Regions from separate parts of the Danio rerio genome. Here all the other regions are linked to region 3. Evidence: chromatin contacts called from public HiChIP or PLAC-seq data. All regions are on one chromosome and are shown on one strand. The core of a region is the stretch at or near the end of the contact, and the rest is flanking DNA. Distances in the headings are between cores, read along the strand shown.

Evidence for each region. HiChIP or PLAC-seq counts read pairs in DNA pulled down with a chosen protein or histone mark.
Region 1: a contact with region 3 is called in an H3K4me3 HiChIP or PLAC-seq map of embryo, with 4 times the contacts expected there. The contact joins the promoter of emc10 here to the promoter of med25 in region 3. A contact is called at or near these places in 1 of 18 Hi-C or Micro-C datasets (an unstated tissue) and 1 of 4 datasets of contacts at active chromatin or transcription factors (embryo).
Region 2: an H3K4me3 HiChIP or PLAC-seq map of gastrula embryo shows a contact between it and region 3, with 4 times the contacts expected there. The contact joins the promoter of syt3 here to the promoter of med25 in region 3. A contact is called at or near these places in 2 of 4 datasets of contacts at active chromatin or transcription factors (embryo and gastrula embryo).

The regions. Positions count from the first base shown.
Region 1 is chr3:29,029,529-29,032,705 of GRCz12tu, forward strand. It overlaps emc10 (ER membrane protein complex subunit 10), which reads right to left and starts at 1,666. Exons shown (of 8, transcript NM_001163918.1): 1 at 1,532-1,666; 2 at 1,306-1,372; 3 at 1,097-1,209; 4 at 556-669. The coding sequence starts at 1,627.
Region 2 is chr3:29,410,868-29,413,986 of GRCz12tu, forward strand. It overlaps syt3 (synaptotagmin III), which reads right to left and starts at 1,772. Exons shown (of 13, transcript XM_073944559.1): 1 at 1,651-1,772.
Region 3 is chr3:29,273,943-29,277,493 of GRCz12tu, forward strand. It overlaps med25 (mediator complex subunit 25), which reads right to left and starts at 1,549. Exons shown (of 19, transcript NM_214766.2): 1 at 1,389-1,549; 2 at 807-992; 3 at 686-731; 4 at 482-606; 5 at 249-347. The coding sequence starts at 931.

The DNA.
Region 1 (3,177 bases), core at 416-2,915, 240 kb before region 3:
ATGTTGTGCGGGTTTGAATTGAGATAACAATCTTTTAATGTTTATGTGCAGCTTTACACTGAAAGCATTATAGCAGGCTAAACAGTGATAGAAAACACCTTTAATAAATAACCTAAGAAAGGTCCCACCACAACCTTTTCAATTGTATTTTCGCATGCATAATGTATACATCATAGTGGTGTAACAAATCATAGTTCTATGTTTCGAATCCTATTATGTATTTTCTGGTCACAGATCGGCCCATTTTTGGGGTCAAAAATGGGAGGAGACAAATGTAATTTGCTTTCCATTTATTACAAAAACAGCACTGGAAGAAACTTTTGGTTTTAACATATAGAACTCAGAACTTGTAATTTATTAAAATTAAGAAATAATTAGCTGAATATTGTAAAATATTCAACATTGAGAAAAATGCACTGTTACTACTACTGTTGCTGATAATGCTAAATGTAGAAATCTTTAGAAATTTAGAAAAGACAAAAAAATGTATTAATCTGCAGGTCTTTTTAATGCTGGTAAAATTTTTGTGCAGGTATTTGCATGCAGTTGACTTACAGCTCTAACGAATGCGGTAAGGTAACCTTCATACTGTCTCTCTGTCTGCCGATCCACCTGTAGAGAGACCCTTGGGACCCGGATCCTGTACAAACCGTCAACTGCTGCCACGTCCTGAAAAACACAGGTAGAGAAACACAAAATTATACCAGTGAAACAGAGTTAGGACATTTCAAATTGACAGCCTTTCTTGGACAACCATAAAAAATAAAAATAAAAAAAAATCATCCTTCATTGCATGTTCATTGAGGTAAAGTTGGTTTTATGTTCGCACAATTGTTCAGTGACAACTTGTGACAAGGCTGCTCTATTGCTTTGCTACTTCAAATATTCGGTCTGAAATCACATGCAAGTATGACTTCAAAACAACATTAGCATTATTTATTTGGCTGTGAACAGTGTTGAACTTCAAAAGTCATTGACTGCTAGTATGATTTTACTATTTATTTACTTGCATAGAATACTTTTCTGAAATTATATTGTTAAGAAGGTCTGAATGTGCGAATATAAAACCAACTTTGACTCAATGGCATGTCCTCACCTTCAGTGTATTCCTGTCTTTCTCTGAGAGCTGGTTTTGTGAGAGATACACACTGTTTTCCCTTCCACCCCTGAACTGTAGAGCACCACGAAGTCGAAATCTTGACACATCATCTGAAACACAGACCAATAACGTTAGTGACTCACTTGCACTAAAAAGACCAACAATTTATTCACAAAAAGCCTTTTCATTGACTAACTTGTACTCACCCACTTCAAACGAGTGCTCTAATGGCACCGAGAATCCGCTGAAATCAGTGTCCACCGCGTCTCCTGACTAACAGACAGATAAAGTAACTGACATTCAATCATATTCATCTGATTAACGTTAGACAGCAGTCTAGCATGCTAACAAGCTCCCTGTGCAAGTCATCTGCAATGCCATGTAAAATACAGATTTTGTGACTGCGAGGTGTATCAGACACAATCATCTTACCCTTCGACCATTATTGCATTCGCCAAATTGTGTCAATAACAACGTTACAGTTGACAAGATGGGGAGAACAAGTGACAACACTCTAATCGGAGCCATTTTGTCTCAAGCCTGGAGAGTGAGTCGCTTCCCCTGTGCGTAGTGGCTACCGGAAACACTGCGTTTCAAAACAAAAGTAAAAAAAAACATTTAACTTGTTACGTGGTTCCTTTCACTCGTACAAAATGCAGATCAAATTAATTGTTTGTTATTGTAAATTTATACTTATGTCGTTTTTTAATCATCCATATGATTTTCATAAACAAGAGACCCGACATGGGATACCAAAATAAAAGTCATTTTTGCTTATGTTTTACTCTAAACGATGTTTTTCCACTTACATTATTGTTTACGAAATGAATAATAATAAACTTGTAAGAGTTTATTCAGGGCTCGAACTTAACTTTTTTACTTGGTAGCACCGGTGCTCCCAACTTCAAGTATTTAGGAGCACCAAAATAAATTTAGGAGCACCAGAAAAAATTTAGGAGCACCCACCAAAAATGAATGAGCACAGCTGCAAATTGCTTTTTAAGGGATTTATTGTATTTTAAAACAACATTAATAGGACTGACAAAAACCAGAAACAACTATCTAACTAATGCTGCGAAGACATTGATATTTGTGTGCAATAATTCCAAAATGAATGTCTAATAATTATAGAATATTAATGATGATGAAAATGACAATAATAGTAACAATGAATTCCATTTCTCATTATGATACTGCCTTGAATGTGCATGAATGTAGGTTATCTGCTATAAAAAGTCTGTTACTTTATGAAAAATAATTATATAGTTTGCATCAAACAAAAATGAAGCATTGCAGTAAGAAATATTTATTTTGTACTGCTGTTTTTATATGCATGTCAATTTAATAAATAATATTTCTGCTACAAAACAAACAAAAGATTATAATAAATCATTCAATTGATGAAAGCTGCAAAGCAGTCATCAGTAAATAAATAAAAAAATAATATACACCTCAAAAAAGAATAGACAAAAGTAAGTAAGTAAAGTCTCACTTCTATCACTCTTTAAAAGTTTTGGTTTCAGTTTGTGTCAATTTAAAGGTTCAGTCTGAGATGATCTTAATTTTTCTGTGTTTGTGGAAAAGCTGGCGAGTCAGTCGACCCAATTTATCAGTTTCAGTGTAAACTTAGTAAAGCGATGATATGTACAGTATTAGATTTTGACTTTTGGCGGACATTTGCGCTGCACACGCAGTGAATGCGACGCATCGAGATTCGGGCGCCTTCTCTAAGAAGCGCGTACTCGATTGATCTCCGCTGGCGGATCAATATTCACCACGTGACGTGTCATGATCGCTCTCATCTGCGCCTCAACTTTAGGTGGGGTTTGCAAACCTGTGTGCTTTAAGTTTTCACTCTTCAGCCGTTTGCATTTCCCGTGGTCATAAAAGCTCCTTCCCTGTCATCTGACAGCGGAATACCTTGAGTGAAATGACAGCTAATATGAACCAACATAGCGGCAGGGAAGAGCGATTCAGCACGTTTTTACAAAAAATCAAAACAGGTCGCTCTACAACCATTACCTGCAGTCGCACTAATGCGCCCAAATATATTTTGAGGTCGCACAGATTAATTTTCG
Region 2 (3,119 bases), core at 522-3,021, 140 kb after region 3:
CTCGTGTAGCCATTTCTCTTCGTCTCCCTCCCTCTTCTTGCTTTCCTAGCTATTCCTTCTTCTTTTGTCGCCTGGTTTCTGTTATATCACTGATCTCGTGCACTAGAAGAAGAAACCAGGCTAAACGGCCTTCAGCGCGGTCATAACCTCATAGCCAGATCACTGCATCATATCCTTGTCTTGCTCATCCCTGCCATGAAGCCATGAGTTCCTGGACTCATCTCCTGTGCACAGCACTAAGCACACATCAAAACCACCCTGTCAACGGCTGCTGTCATTTACACAACCGGACCTCCGCTGTTGGCCGGAGACCGGGGTGATATTACAGTATCACTGTTAAAAAAAGATACTTTGGGCCTTTGCGGCTTGTGGCTGAAGCTGAAGAAGCAGAGATCATGTTGTAACATTGTTTTTTTGTGTCTAAAAGGAGTTCAAATCAAACAGAAACCATCAAACCTGTGCAAAGCGGTTACAGTAGTAAACTGCAAGTAAGCCTCAGGTTTAGATGATATCAGCGCTTGCTGGAAACATAATCAAATTATCCCACGTATTTAACAAACAAATATGCAAGGTGGGACATTTCTAGAATTATATGAATGACACAGATTCAGATTTCAAGGAAATCTGCAGATTTCTTGTGGGCCTGGTTTCCCCCTCCCATCCTCTCTCTCTCTTCGCCGCTCTGCTGTCCAGGCCTTCGGAGTATCTAAATTATCTATAACATCACACAGGAAAACACAGGCAAAAGAAAGAGCAGTGCGAGGAACCCTGGGATACTGGTGACGCTCTGTGCCAGCCCTTAAGATTCAGCTCCCACACAGATAGAGGGAAGCTCTCAGCAGCCCGACAGCCAGGAAACGTCATCACCGGCTCCGTCACATTGTGGGGGGAATTAATCGCCCCCTCATATGGCTTTTACTGATGCCGTTATATGCTGTCAGTGAACGACGGAAGAGGATTCCAGTGATGGTTCCATATGGATGTATTAATATTTGCATAATTATGGTCCTGTGCCTAAGAGAAGCCCATGTAAGCCAGCCTTTGAAGACTGTGGGGAGGGGTGGGGTTTGGAGGGGAAGGAACACTGATAAGGGGTTGAAGAGGAGGGAAGCAGCTTCATATGTACATCTCCCATCCTTCCCTATTGAATGACACATGCATGTGCAGATTAAACATGTACAGTAGGAAATATGGAAGTTGAGGATAGAATTACATAAGTGACAGAGTCCAAGTGAGTCCAAATCCTTGCATTGTTGCACACACATACACATACAGTAGCTATATATTTATGCACATCTGAAAATGCCAGGTCACGATGCTATATGCCACGAATAAATGAAGATTGCTGAGAGGTTTTTTGCACGACGGTATCGGACAGACGTGCAGACCTTTTACAACACATAAGCGCGCGCGCGCAAACAGACAGATATAACATGGATAACCTGAAGACAACAATCCGTGGAGTGCCTGCACCGTTTAAAGCAATGCAGATCTCAAACGGAACGACTGTCTACATCATATACACACACGCTTTCTCTATCGAGCTCACATTCACCCAAATATTAATTTTCACATGCGACGCGTTACAACAGCAACATCGTAACATCCGCCCAGCACACCCAAAGACAGATAAAGGCTGAAATACCGCACCTGGGACAGACGGATGCCAAAGGGTAGACCGAGAGGGACAGAGGAGGTGTCTCTCCGCTCCCCTCTTCCTCTTCTCTTTCTGTGTTTTCGCCTGTCTTCACAGCCTCGTTTTTTTTCTCTCTATTTCACTCTCTGCCCTCCCTCCCTTCTCCCTCCTTCGCCTTGTGCACGGAATACTAAACGAACCTCGTCGCCGCTCACGGGCTCCAGCGCGCGTGCAGTGCTAAACACATACTGATGTATTGGTGTGTGTGTGTGTGTGTGTGTGTGTGTGAGAGAGAGAGAGAGAGAGAGAGAGAGAGAGAGAGAGAGAGAGAGAGAGAGAGAGAGTTGTAGGTGGGTGGAGTAAGGGTGCTCAGACCTCCCAAATTTAGTAAAAGTTATTTTTTATTCATACAAGACGATTATCTAAACGGTTTCAGTAATATTTTCATGAAAGTTTGATTATATGCTAGTGGTGACCATTTTGATTTATGGTAATGTTGTTACTCTTACTGCATTCACCAAAAGTATTAACGACATTAAGCTAATTAGTTCAGTCACTCTTGCTGCAAGTACCACATTGCTGCGTCAGTATAGGTGGCGACAAGTTTTCATTTATTAATTTCCTTTTTGGCTTAGTCCCTTTATTAATAAGGGGTCACCACAGCGGAATGAACCGCCAACTTATTCAGCATATGTTTTATACAGCGGATACCCTTCCAGCTGCATTCACGCATATACAGCCTGGACAATTTAGTTTATTCAGCTTACCTACCGCATGAGTTTTGGCTGTGGGGTATACCAAAGCAACCAGAAGAAACCCACGCGAACATGGGGAGAACATGCAAACTTCACACAAAAATGCCAACTGACCCAAGCTCGAACCAGTGACCTTCTTGCTGTGAGGCAATTTTGCTACCCACTTCTTCACCGTGACGCCTCTACTACTCTCTTATCAATGTTTTACGAAGAATCCCCCGTCCACCCCATCTCCCCCTTTTCTTCTTTAACAGGGGAAGCAACTAGCAGAACTACCTGATCTTGTACTCCCCTTACATGCTCATCAACCAGGCAGGAGCCCTGGGCTCAATCGTCACCAAGTTCAGGGGTCTCTCCCGGGACAGCATTCCAAACCTGCTATTATTATCAAGCAATATCTAAGTGTGAGCTCTTGAAACAAATGGAGTCATGTAACTTTAAAACAAAACCTGCATTACATTTTTGTTGATCAATATACTGAGAAACTACAGAAAGAACGCACAAACATTTTCAAAGCACAACAATGAAATTGTTAAAACAAAGATGATAGCCAAATAAGTCATGCGTTTCAGTACTTACTCCCAGGGCTGTTTATATCAAGGTTGATTATTGACCACACGGTGTTGGTGTTTCGTAACATCTTATTTTTACAAGGTGGGTCGTAAGCCCAACGCTCAACCCCCATCCTTGAGGACCAAAACAAACATAAGCTACACATACGATAAACC
Region 3 (3,551 bases), core at 299-2,798:
CTCTTTATCAGTGATGTTAATAACTTTAACAGTGTTTGATTAATTATGGTGGAGTCAGACAAATAATTGATTATTACACACCATCCTTCAACTGCTTTCTGTTCTGATAATCTTTATAAATAGTGCTGTGTTCAAAGATTTTTCTTGTATTTACATTTCAAAAAAAGTCATTTTAAAATACCTTAAGCAAGCTGATTAAACCCTCAAAAGCAGATTTGTGATTTCATAGAACAAGTTCAAGAACTCACATTTGCTCCCTCATCTTTTTGAAGTCGTCAAAGAGCTGCAGGGCCACAGAAAGACCCTCAGCTATAAGACTGCAGCTCTCTGCTCCACCTCCCATGAACCTGTGCAACAACAAAAAAAAACTGTTAAAACTGTTCTCAGTATTTCAATCACAATATCTTTAAAGCAGACATTCACTTAAAACCTTTATCCCAGACTTCCTGACATAAAATAGGATTACAATGGGATTCCTTACTGAATGCTGTCAATCCAAGACACAAACTCGAAGGCAGAGCTGGTTGGAGCATGGCACTGGACATATGACTCTGGAGCACAATCCACTGTGTTGAATACCACCAGTCCATACTGAGTGCCACCATACTTATAAAACAAACAAGATCATCAGAATTGAGATGGCAGAAATGTAAAGAGAAGGTATAAACAGACTCCTCCAACTCACATCTCCTCCAAAATCAGTTTCAGCCGGTGGTCCTCCATTAAAATACCTGTAAATATATTAAATAAGTCAGTTCAAGTGTCTAACAAATGTACTGTATTGTAATGAATGTCATAAATCTTACTCTATAGTAGGCAGTATGTAATTATTCCGAAGTGATTCAAAATATGGACCAAGGTTTGCAGTTCCTTCAATGACAAACACCACATCTGACACCTGATTCAACCCAGATTTGGACGTGGGGTCCATATGGGTCACCTTTGGTCTACAGCCAACACAGATATAAGATCAAACTCATATAGAAGATTTGCTGGAATAAAACGAAATATTAATGTTTTATAATGTTTTATTGATGAATGACTTTATATTGGTGTTATTTGCTATTATTTTAACATTATTTCCATTCTAAATGCAAGTAAACCAAACCAAGACATACATATTTGGCTGTCTTAATACCTAACGTTAGTAATACACATAAACAATTTTTTTTAACTGAATCATTCATTATGTCCGTGCCAAAAAGCCTAAGAGACTTATTTTAGATGTGATATATTTGTCTTATCATTACCTAATTAACGAGTAAATTCTTAAAAACACAATATCAATACAAATAAATTAAAATGTAAAACGTGAACACTATCCATTCATACAGGTCTTAGCATGCTAGCCGCTAACCTCAAATGCTAATTTAGCTCGGGTGTCTTACCTGCTAGAATTAGTAGAACTGGCTTTTACTGTGAATAAAACAAACCGGTTCAGTCATTTATCTTGATTATATCCGAACCAGCCCCTGGTAGTTTTATTGTGTATTAAAGCTTCATCTGAAAGTAAATGTAGAGCGTAATGACAACAAACATCGGGATTTTTGGCTCGGCAATCGACAGTACGGTCTGGTTTTAGATCTTGAAAGTGGACTGGGCTGGTGAATCGATTTATGAATGATCAATTTAGAAACCAACAGCAGCGACGTCCTTTTCAGTCGTCATTCTTTGTTATTATCATCCTTATTATAATCATTGTTATTTTTGCGGTTTAAACACGGACATAGCCATTGTATTGTTAGATAATAAAAAAATAAAATAAAATAAAGCTTAAGAAAGTAAGTGGCTTCGTCGATGATCATAACAAATTGCATCATCTTTATTATTATCAATGATTATCATTACAAATTATTGTTATTAATTATTATTATTATTATTTAAAAGTTTTCTGAAACAAAATGGGCATTTTAAGGAATATATTTAAAATTGCCTTAAATAAATTAATTATTTAAATGTTTTCAATGATGGTAAATAATTATAATCAATATTATTTTAAGGCATAATAATAAATACAATTATTATTAATTATTATTACCAATTATTATTATTGGTGATATATCATTGATATTATTCTTATCATTATTATCTATTATTATTATTATTGTAATTATCTAAAGGCTTATCTAAAATGACCATAATTATTTTAAGAAATAATAACAAGACTTTTTTATTGTTACCAATTTTCTTTATTATTGTTGTTGGTATTAATATTAACTATTATCATTAATTAGAATTACCATTTTTATTATTATTATTATCATGTATTCTTTTTCTTTTTCTTCTTCTTATTATTATTATCATGTTATCTTCTTCTTATTATTATTATTATTATTATTATTATTATATAAAAGTTTTTTAAGCAAAATGGGCATGATTCAGTTTAAAGAATCGGCCTATAATCAAAATCATATTAAATAAATTCATTATTTAAACGTTTTCAATAATAGTAAATAATTATAATTATTATTATTATTTTAAGGCATAAAAATAATAACAACAATTATTATTACCAATTATTATTATTGTTGGTATATCATTAATATTATTCTTATCATGATTAGTTATTATTATTTTTCATTCATTTATTTTCTTGTCGGCTTAGTCCCATTATTAATCTGGGGTCGCCACAGCGGAATGAACCGCCAACTTATCCAGCAAGTTTTTATGCAGCAGATGCCCTTCCAGCCACAACCCATCTCTGGAAAGATCCACACACACACACATTCACACACACACACACTACGGACAATTTAGCCTACCCAATTCACCTGTACCGCATGTCTTTGGACTGTGGGGGAAACCGGAGCACCCGGAAGAAACCCACGCGAACGCAGGGAGAACATGCAAACTCCACACAGAAACGCCAACTGAGCCGAGGGTTAAACCAGCGACCTTCTTGCTGTGAGGCAACAGCACTACCTACTGCGCCACTGCTTCGCCGCTATTATTTTTATAATTATCTAAAAGCTTTATGAAATAAAATGAGCATGATTCGGTTGAAAGAATATATTCAAAATAGTATTAAACAAATTCATCATTTAAACTTATTCAGTAATAATAATTATTATAATCATTGTTATGGGTGAGGCAGTGGCGCAGTAGGCAGTGTCGCCTCACAGCAAGAAGGTCGCTGGGTTGCTGGTTTGAACCTCGGCTCAGTTGGCGTTTCTGTGTGGAGTTTGCATGTTCTCCCTGCCTTCGAGTGGGTTTCCTCCAGGTGCTCCGGTTTCCCCCACAGTCCAAAGACATGTAGTACAGGTGAATTGGATAGGCTAAATTGTCCATAGTGTATGAGTGTGTGTGTGTGTGTGTGTGTGTGTGTGTGTGTGTGTGTGAATAAGTGTGTGAATGTTTCCCAGAGATGGGTTGTGGCTGGAAGGGCATCCGCTGTGTAAAAACTTGCTGGATAAGTTGGCGGTTCATTCCGCTGTGGCGACCCCGGAGTAATAAAGGGACTAAGCCGACAAGAAAATGAATGAATAAAATGAATGAATAATCATTGTTATTTTAAGAAAAAAACTTTTTTATTATTACCAATTATTGTTGTT